Linked DNA regions of Gossypium hirsutum: regions 1 and 3 are each linked to region 2. Evidence: chromatin contacts called from public Hi-C data. All regions are on one chromosome and are shown on one strand. Each heading gives the region's core, a stretch centred on a gene start, on an enhancer-like site or on the middle of the called end of the contact. The rest is flanking DNA. Distances are from core to core; before and after follow the strand shown.

Evidence for each region. A called contact is a pair of places that touch in the nucleus more often than the background predicts.
Region 1: a Hi-C map of leaf shows a contact between it and region 2, with 3 times the contacts expected there. The contact joins the promoter of LOC107946179 here to the promoter of LOC107935237 in region 2. A contact is called at or near these places in 8 of 34 Hi-C or Micro-C datasets (callus, leaf and petal).
Region 3: a contact with region 2 is called in a Hi-C map of leaf, with 1.6 times the contacts expected there. The contact joins the promoter of LOC107935236 here to the promoter of LOC107935237 in region 2. A contact is called at or near these places in 2 of 34 Hi-C or Micro-C datasets (both in leaf).

What each region holds. Positions count from the first base shown.
Region 1 is chrD11:53,199,742-53,202,992 of Gossypium_hirsutum_v2.1, forward strand. It overlaps LOC107946179, which reads left to right and starts at 1,753. Exons shown (of 5, transcript XM_016880416.2): 1 at 1,753-2,159; 2 at 2,482-2,698. The coding sequence starts at 2,484.
Region 2 is chrD11:53,037,639-53,040,873 of Gossypium_hirsutum_v2.1, forward strand. LOC107935237 (5'-adenylylsulfate reductase-like 5) reads left to right here and starts at 1,557. Exons shown (of 4, transcript XM_016867809.2): 1 at 1,557-2,204. The coding sequence starts at 2,046.
Region 3 is chrD11:52,799,476-52,802,525 of Gossypium_hirsutum_v2.1, forward strand. LOC107935236 (tubulin alpha-5 chain) reads right to left here and starts at 1,735. Exons shown (of 5, transcript XM_016867808.2): 1 at 1,480-1,735; 2 at 846-1,060; 3 at 556-755. The coding sequence starts at 1,592.

The sequences.
Region 1 (3,251 bases), core at 503-3,002, 160 kb after region 2:
TTTTTTTTACATTTTTTGAACCATTCATCATAATTTAGTTTGGGTGGGTTTGGTTCTCGATTTTTCCATATTAATATTTTATTTTGATATTTTAGACTTATTTTGATAAAATGAATATGGAATATTATTTGAAAAAATTTTAAGATTTTTTTTATAAATATTTCTAAAAAACAATAATTTTTTCAAAATTTTTAATTTGTTTTAAATATAAAATATTTATTTTTATACCATAAAAAATAAATTAATTATATATTAAATAAAAATTAGGATTGAATTTAATTTCGAATAACCGTAATTTTTAATTTGTATTTCATTCAAATACCTACAACTAACTCAATTTTTTTTCATTGGCTTAAAATTGACTCAATTAAATCCTCGCACGTGCTTACAAAATTTTATCTAAATAAACTAATTTTATTTCATTAATTCTAATAATTAAATATTTAAAGCAAACTAAACTACCTTTTTAATTTTTGTCCAAAGAAAACTACCATTTTAATTAGATAATATATTATGTATAGTATTTACGCATATGTATAAGATTAGGAGATTGATAAGTGGTGTATAAAAGTATTAAAAAATATTAAAAATATAAAAAAATGAATTTCAAAATAAAAAAAAAAACATTGACGCAATATAAAAAAAATCACCAAATTCTTGTTCCTAATTAAAAGTAGAACATTTTGTGGATAAATTACAATAACTTTGATAAAATTGAATTGATTGTAGCTTCATTCACACTTCAACCTAAAAATCATTGAATTACCCCCACAATCTTTAGGGGAGATTTTAAAGCAAAATTAGAAGGCAAAGCGTGCTGTTTCCAAGAATCAAAATGAAAAAATTATAGATAAATTACATAAACTTTTATAAATTTTCATTTTAAGCATTGAAAATAAAATAAAATATAATTGAGACCACTTTCGTTGTTCCTAAATACAATGGATTTATTTATATATTCATATACAAAACACTTTAAAAAGATATAAAATGTATTAACTTCAAACACATATTTTAAAGGAGCTCGCGGTACCCCAAGGAGTCAACATAATCCGCCTTTACTTGACTTATGATGCCCATTTCCTAATCTCAAAGCAGTGCAGACCTAACTCCATGGCTTTAAAGTCAAATTCCATTTTCACACACTCAACTTTATACCCTCAGAAGCTGGAGGACTGTGAGTTTGATGAGTTGGGGGATTTTACATTTTTTAAAATTCATATTGTTGGTGTGGCAGGTAAATTGGATGCTCCTTTTCAGGTTTTGAAATGTCAATGGGGTTGCTTAAAATCCTAGGTTAAGTTCATTACTTGGACACTATATTGAGTTAAGAAGCTGAGAATCACCAATCATATTTTTTCATCACTTTCAGATCATTTTAATTCTAATTAATTTGTTGCTAACTTAGATGCACTGTTGTGACCAATTAAATGTTTCTTATAAATAAAATTATAGTTACAAGAAAGCTCAAAGATAAAAGAAAAAATAACTAAAATTTAGGGGAATAATCAAAATTCTTGTTTTAACTGGTTTTTCAATTCTTATACTCAAAGGTATTTATATAAATTTTAAAATATTTTGTTTAACATAGGAGAAAGATTTTAATTGCTTTTTTCTATTTATTTTTATTAATTAGGTTTTGGGAGAATTATGGAGCCCATATTTGTAAGCCCAACTGAAATACTTGAAAAGGGAAGTGAAGGCCTTTCTAGAAATTTATAAAAGAAGAAATAGCCCAAGCTCCATTAAAATGGAACTAATGCCACTTATTACCTCGCCTACTTGGTTTGGTTAACTAACCCACCCAATGATCCATATATACAACGCCACCATATCTTCTCTTCTCCCCTGTTTTTGCTTCATCTCCTTTCCCAGAATCTATTACAGGAACCAAAAGAAGACATCAGAGAAAGGTTAAAGAGAAACAGAAACACAGAATTTGCACTAATAATTTGGGCGAACAATACAATACAAAACAAAACCTATTTTTTGTTCTTCTCTGGGATGATACCATTTCTTCACTGTAAGAAATCTCCTTCTTTTGCTTTATCTTGTTTCTTTTTTTTTTGTTCTTACTTGGTAATTGGTTTCTTTTTTTTGTTGGGAGTTTCTGGGTTTTTTTTAGGAAAGATTATAGCGTATCTGTTTAGCTTTTCAAGGTCAGGCAACCAATTTCTCTCGAACTTCATTTTTTCCCTTTAATATGGCATTTCTTTTCCTACTCTAACAAACAGAAGACACCCAGACTTTATTTTCATCATCTCTTTGATTTTCACAGCATAAACCACCCAAATTGGTTTTCCGGGGGATTTCTTTTTTGAAAAATCAGTTTTTATTATTCTTATTTTCTTCAACCGAAATTGGATTTTGGGTCTTTCTTTTAAAAAAAAGAAAAAAATTATTGCTCTTCAGCTTTGATTTTATTGGATGTAAGAAAATTGAAACTTTTTTTTTAATTTGTTCTTATTGGTTTAATGACAGAGATGGAGAAAGAAGAGAGGAGCCAAAGAACATGCAAAACAATAGAGCCGGAGTTGTTTTTACAGTGGGGGAATAGAAAGAGGCTAAGATGTGTGAGAGTTAAAGACCCTCAAAAAATCTCTCATAAATCCAATGCTATAATTCGTAGAAGAATCACTTCTCGGCTTTTAGATAAAGAATCCTCTCCTTTTTCTCAATTCAATCCTCGTCTCACTAGGTATGAACATCAATTCTTTCTTGGAATTTAAAAAAAAAATCATGTTTTATTTTTCTTGGCTCCTTTTGTTCGTTTGGAAAAAAAAAAAGAGTTTTTCTTTGTTTTCAAGCTTTTTCTCTTCTATTTGGGGCTTTTTTTTTTAATTTTACCCATTTTCTTTGATTTCTGAGAAGCTCTTAGGTTGGGAGGGGGAGGGAGGGGAAAGAGATTGAATTTTGGTTTTTTTCCCCCTTCCGCAAAATTAGCTGGGCCTGGCCATGGATTCTTTTTCCGGGTAAAAGAGAAAAGGCATATTTATTTATTCTTTCTCAGAAGCCATCTACCAGTGATTAAAGATTTTCCGAGAAAATGACTCAATAAGGTTGTGGGCCTCGTTGTCCCCTGTTTGGTTGATCGGATAGGGGAAGTTCCTACTTGTCTGCTTTATACCATTTTAGTTCTCTGACTGCAATTTTTGGTCTCTTAGCAACCAAACATGGTGTTAAGAAATTTCCCATGTAAAACTTTTATAATTGAAATAAGCAAACTGGTATAATGGTGAAATTAACTCTTT
Region 2 (3,235 bases), core at 307-2,806:
AATTGCGCTCCAATTGCCACTGTGCGCTACCCCTGTAATGATTGGCTCATCAACTAGTAAACCTAGTTGTAATACCACATCCTTGAGTGTAATTATATACTCATTACACGGAAGATGTGCAACACTATTCCAAGTGTTGCTCAATAACAAGCGGTGCCCTTGCACTTAAATTGTGTATATATGCCTCGATAATTCGATCTATGGTCTGGTTATATAAACATAAAAAATTTAAAAATAATATTAACTTAATAATTATATTAATTAAAAATTAAATAATATTTTCTTATCATTTGTAATTGGACGCCTAAAATGTGGTTGTGAACCAAATGAATTATAGGCATTGACATTTTAAAATTTTTTTTAAATTATGAAAATCAAATAAAACTCAAAGAAATTACAAAATAGAAAATTGGGAGGAGAAGAATTCGAGAGACATTGAATAAAAAAAATTGAGAATAAAATAGTTGAGAGAATTGAAAAAATATGGTTGAAAGAACAAGAAAAAGAAAATAGAAAATAGGCAAGATATATTAAAAAAAAAGAAAATAAACTTTTCTTTTCGTAAATTATAATAACAGGATAAAGTCCAAATAATAAATGCGACTAACATAACCTGAACCCAGACCACATCTAAAGCAATGAATACCCTTAACCATCGAACCATCGCATATAATTCAATTTTCTCAACTTTTAATTCACTTTTTAATTCAATTTAAAATAATAATTACGGATAACATTTAATGCAATTAAATCCTACCTCATCTTAAACACCTTTGCCTAAACCCTAATTATAAGGCCCCTATCCCTATATGTACTCGTTACGCCCATAGCACCCTGCAAAAGTTTACATAAATTTTAAATAATTTGTATCGACTGACAGAGTTATTATTTCTTATTTTATTTTTTCATGTAGAAACCCCTTATAATCATTCATCATCATCACCTCTATTACAATTTTCCCATTGAAGCGTTTAAAATTTCCTCTACAATATGACTTCAATGTAGTCATTTAATTTCAATGCATCATAATCAATTTACAAATTTATAAATTCACTTTTTATAACTTCTAATAATTATTTTTAATTTTTTTCTTACCAATATTACTCTCAATCACTATGAAGTATGAACAATAATTAATATAATTACGTATATATTTTTTCTAACTCATAAATAGGTGGATAATGCATTTCAGTGCACTCGAACCTACATCTTCTTATATTAACAAGAATACACATGTCAATCAAACTATCACCCAATCGACTCTCAATGAATTTTTAAATAATATGTTATCATATTTCTTAATTTGTAGTTAGTTTAACTTTATATCAAATATTGAAATTTTGAATTCGTGATCATAATACAAACAGTAAATAACTTAGAAATTTAACAATTATATTATTTTAATTTTTCTTTCTGAATAATCTGAAATGTTACTAATTTTATAAAAAATTAAAAATAAATATAATATATTTTAATTGATACTATTGGGTTACCCAAAACTATTAATAGTGCCTTGAGATAATAAATATAAATATATGTGTGTATGTATAATAAAAGGGCTTGAAGCCCAAAAATTAGACCTGCCCTGCCCATCACTGGTACTTTCTTCTTTGTTTTTGTTTAGCTAAGCAAATCCCCTTTACACCCACACAGACACATACACGAGGCACAGCTCTTAATCCAACATCATCAACTACAACCAACTCATATAAATAAGCTTTACATTCAACTGCTCAAATCTTAAATTCCAAAGCCTACAATACTTTCCCAAAAGCAGAGCAATTTTTAGACCCTTCGAAGAAAAAGAACCAAATTAGCAGCCAAGCCAGTAATTATATTAGATTTTACCCATTTCCAAAAAATAGCCCACACACACCTGCTTCCCCTCCTCCCTTTCCCCCTAATTTAATCTATATCTTTCTTTATTTTTTATTCTTTTTCTGGGTTTCAGTTTTGCCCCCCTTTTTTTTCTGGTTGTTGTTGTTGTTGTGAACTCTCTCTCTCTCTCTCTCTTCTTTTTTTGGTTTTATAAATCATTTCCAGAAATGGGTTCTTCTTCTGTTAATTTGTTTTTCTATATCATATCTATATGTTTAATACGCTGCGTTTGGAGTTCTTCTGTTTGCTCTGATGAAGCTGATGTGTTCATTAAAAATCTTCATTTTCAATGTTCTCCTTCGTTTTCTCCGATTCCCCCTCTCAAGGTACGTGTTTTAGCTTAATCTTGGTGGAAATTTCATTTCATAATTGAGATTGATCTGTTAATTGGTTTAGGAAAATGGGTTCTTGAGATTTAATTTATTTTTTATTGGAATGTTTTATTATTATTATTATTTTGTTTGATTTTGGATTCTTGGTATTTATGAATTTGCATAATCATTTTAAAAGAAGGCAAATTTCTAGGAAATTATGAGTTTTTAGCCTGAAGGATTAGGGTATTTTTATGGAATTTTCATGGCTGTAAATTTGTGAAGAATCAGAATAAAGGTTTTATTGCATTATGGGGGTATTGGATTCTTACATTATACTTTAATTTGAATTCTGAAAAAATAAATTTAAATAAGGAAGATAGAAATAAAGTTGCAAAAATTATTAGCCATTCATTATTTAATATCAGTCAGTCTTGGTTAAGACTTCTGAATAGATTTATTCTCTTCTGGAACATTTGGACTGGAATGGCATTTTTATGTATTCCCAAGCAAAGATAACGTAATTTTTTAAGGCTACATGAGCTACAAGGAAAGTACTGGAGATGCAGCTTAGGATCTTCTATTTCAGGTTTTAAGCCTTATGCAAATCAGCTGAAACATAAGCCGTATTAGTGAAATATGTTATATGTTTTCTAAAGCATTAATTGAATCTATGAAATATTAATAGTGTTTGCTTTATTGACATACTTATAGGTGTATGGTGGCAGGACTATGTTGATTAGTTTGTGGCTGAAAAAGGATCTATATGTCTAAATGACGGAGGATGTAAATTTTGTTCTTTTGATGTTTTGATCCCTTTTAAGGGGCGGCTGATTCCATTAGAAGAAGTCTGCAACATGTCATCGGCCAGGAGCCTGCGGACCCTTCAACAACTCCAGTATTGTCCTCAGTGGGGTTTTTCTCTTTTGACTGTACTGTGCTTGAAGAGGCAGTGGGTTCGCAGAGTAGGAGTGCCTCACAGGTGCTTGAGAAGGAGAACCATGTGCATTAGTTTGCCTTCTTAGGTACCTGACAGGGCTCTCTCA
Region 3 (3,050 bases), core at 485-2,984, 240 kb before region 2:
GCACTACCATTTGTTAGGGAGAAGGTGTTACAAGAAAAAATTGAGTTGTCCTATGTCAAGACTAATAACCAGGTTGCAAACTTGTTCACAAAAGGCTTGAGTACAACTAAGTTGGAAAAGTTTTGCTCACAACTTGGGATTGTGAAAAGGTTTGGAGTTGGCGTTGAGGGGGAGTATTAAAGTTCACAACCAACTCAGTTAGTGACCTAAAATCTTGGGCATTTCAGTAGATGAAATATTCAAATTAGTTTCAATAAACTTGTTGGATGGTTAGCTAAAATCATAGTTTAATATCTGATTGTGATTTTGCTTCTGAGTTATCCTATTTTTTAGCTAAAGTTGTTGTAGTTTCAGCCTATATAAAGGATGTAAATCAGTGAATAAAAAAGTGTCTTGAGTTCTTATTTTTCATTGAGTCTTTTGTATACAATTCATAAAGTGTTATTGATTGAGTTTCTTTTTGTTCTTTTTTTTACAGCAAATCTTCCCATTTAGTCTAACAAAGTAAGCAACTAGATTATCTCATACATTTCCCTAAAGTGTTCAGGGAATTACCTGAGGAGAAGGGAAGATGGTGAAGCCGAGTTTTGACTTCTTTCCATAGTCAACAGAAAAGCGCTCCAAAAGCAATGAACCCAAACCAGAACCAGTTCCACCACCAACAGCATTGAATACCAAAAATCCTTGCAGACCAGTACAGTTGTCAGCCAATTTTCTTATTCGGTCAAGGCAAAGATCCACAATCTCCCTACCAACCGCAGCAGACAACATCAACGAAGAAGTTTAATCCAGTGACCAGATGTAATAAAACTGCTATTTAGGAACAGCAGAAGAGATTGTTGTACCTGTATAATGTCCTCTAGCAAAGTTGTTAGCAGCATCTTCCTTGCCAGAAATAAGCTGCTCTGGATGAAAGAGTTGTCTAAAAGCCCCAGATCTAACTTCATCAATCACAGTGGGCTCTAGATCAACAAATATAGCTCTCGGCACATGCTTGCCGGACCCGGTCTCGCTAAAGAAGGTATTGAAAGCATCATGGCAAGCACCCACAGAGGTGTCACTGCAATCAAACACAAAAGAATTTTGTTAGGTTCAAATTAAATGATTGGTGATCCATTTATAGAATTTTGTTAGGCTCTGAAAATTATCTCACTGAAAAATTAGTAGTCACCGACATGCATTGGTTGCTATTGAACTCCTATTATATATTTGAACACTATAAGCAAAGAATTAGGGAAGCTAATGAGGTGAAGACACATGAGCAAGAAGTTTGATCAAATTGTTCATAATCGCTTATTAAAGAACAATAAAACAGTGAAAAAATAAAGCGGAAATCCAATAAGTACATAACAAAATTATGTTGAATTCTATAGCTTTACTTCAATTCATACCAAAACCCCATTTTCATGAAGCATAATTCATTAGAAGAAATTTCTGTTTCTACCAGAAGAAAGAAGAAAAGCCAGTTCCAAAACGTACCCAGGCATCATCCCATCAGGTTCAATTCCATGTTCAAGGCAGTAAAGCTCCCAACAAGCATTCCCAACCTGAATTCCAGCTTGCCCAATATGAATGCTGATCACTTCCCTCATCTTTTGCCTTGTTTTCGAAAACCCAAATTTGAAACAATACTTTGTGTTTCTTCAACCCGCTCTTATGAAGGAAAAGTTTGAAGAGGAATGAATGAACGTTAAAAGTAAGAAAAAGATGAAGTGGGGGGGGGGGTAATTAAAGGGCGGCAGAGAAAGGGGTTTAGAAGTATATTCAATTGAAGAGTTTGTTGGGGTCCCGCCATTTGTAGCCAACTGTATAATGGAGTTCAACCAGCTCGGCTTCCTTTGTCCCTTCTCTCATGCTCCAACTGTTTGGCCATGCATGCTACCACTCCCTTTCATCCTTATTAATTAAATATCTTCATACATACATATATATCTATATGAAGTAAAACCCTTTTTACTATCATTTTTTTAAAAAGAGACCTTATCAACAATGAATTTAAAATAATAATAAAAAGTCATTTAATCATTAAATAATATGTGATAAGTTTATTGAGATGGAGGAGTATTTCTTTTTTTGAATTTTTGTGGATTTTAATTTTTTTAATAACGGAATAGATTATCATTTGCCATATTTTAGATTAAATTAGTTGAATATGTCGAAAAAATTGGTAACATAGGTCGATTTTTTAAAAAAAAATTTAGGGAAATAATTCATTTTTGGAGAAAAAAAATTTGAATTTCGAGTTAAACGAATCGAGTTATTCGAGTTAATCAATTTATTCGAATCAACTCGAATTTTTTTCAAATTTCGAGTTCGAATCGAGTTGAGTTTTCGAATTCGAATAACTCGAATAATTCGAATAATTCGAATATCAAACTATAATATTTTACATTTTTACCCCAAACTCCCAAACCTTTTTACTTTTCCCTCAAAATTTTTACTCCTTCCCACTTTCCCCCCAAAACTTTTACTCCTCTCCCCTCCCAACCCCTCAATCTACCCAAAATTCATTTCCCACCAAAATTTTACTCTCCCATTTACTTTTTCTCAAAATTTTACTCCCAAAACCCTCAAAACCTTTTATTTTTTCCCAAAATTTTTACTCCCTCCCACTTTTTCCCTAAAACTTTTATTCCCTTCTCATCCCACCTCTCATCTACCCCAAACCCTCCCCCCTCCAATTTTTTTTAATATTTTCCCTCCAAAATTTTACTCCCCCTATTTATTTTCTCTCAAACTTTTATTCCCCAAAACTTTTTATTTTCCTCCAAAACTTTTATTTCTCACTAGAGGTGCTCATGGGTCGGGTGGCCCGGCCCAGCCCGACGGCCCGCCCGAAATATGGGAGGGTTTGGATAAAAATATAGGCCCGAAATATGGGCTTAGGCAAAAAAATGAGGCCCGTTTAGAAAACGGGCCGGGCCTCGGGCACCACTTTTTTGGCCCGGGCCCGGGTATAATAAATATATTTATTTTTTAAATTTTAAAATATTTTTTACATACTTTTTTAATTTTTTTAATTTTAAAATATTTTTAAAATACTTTTTTTA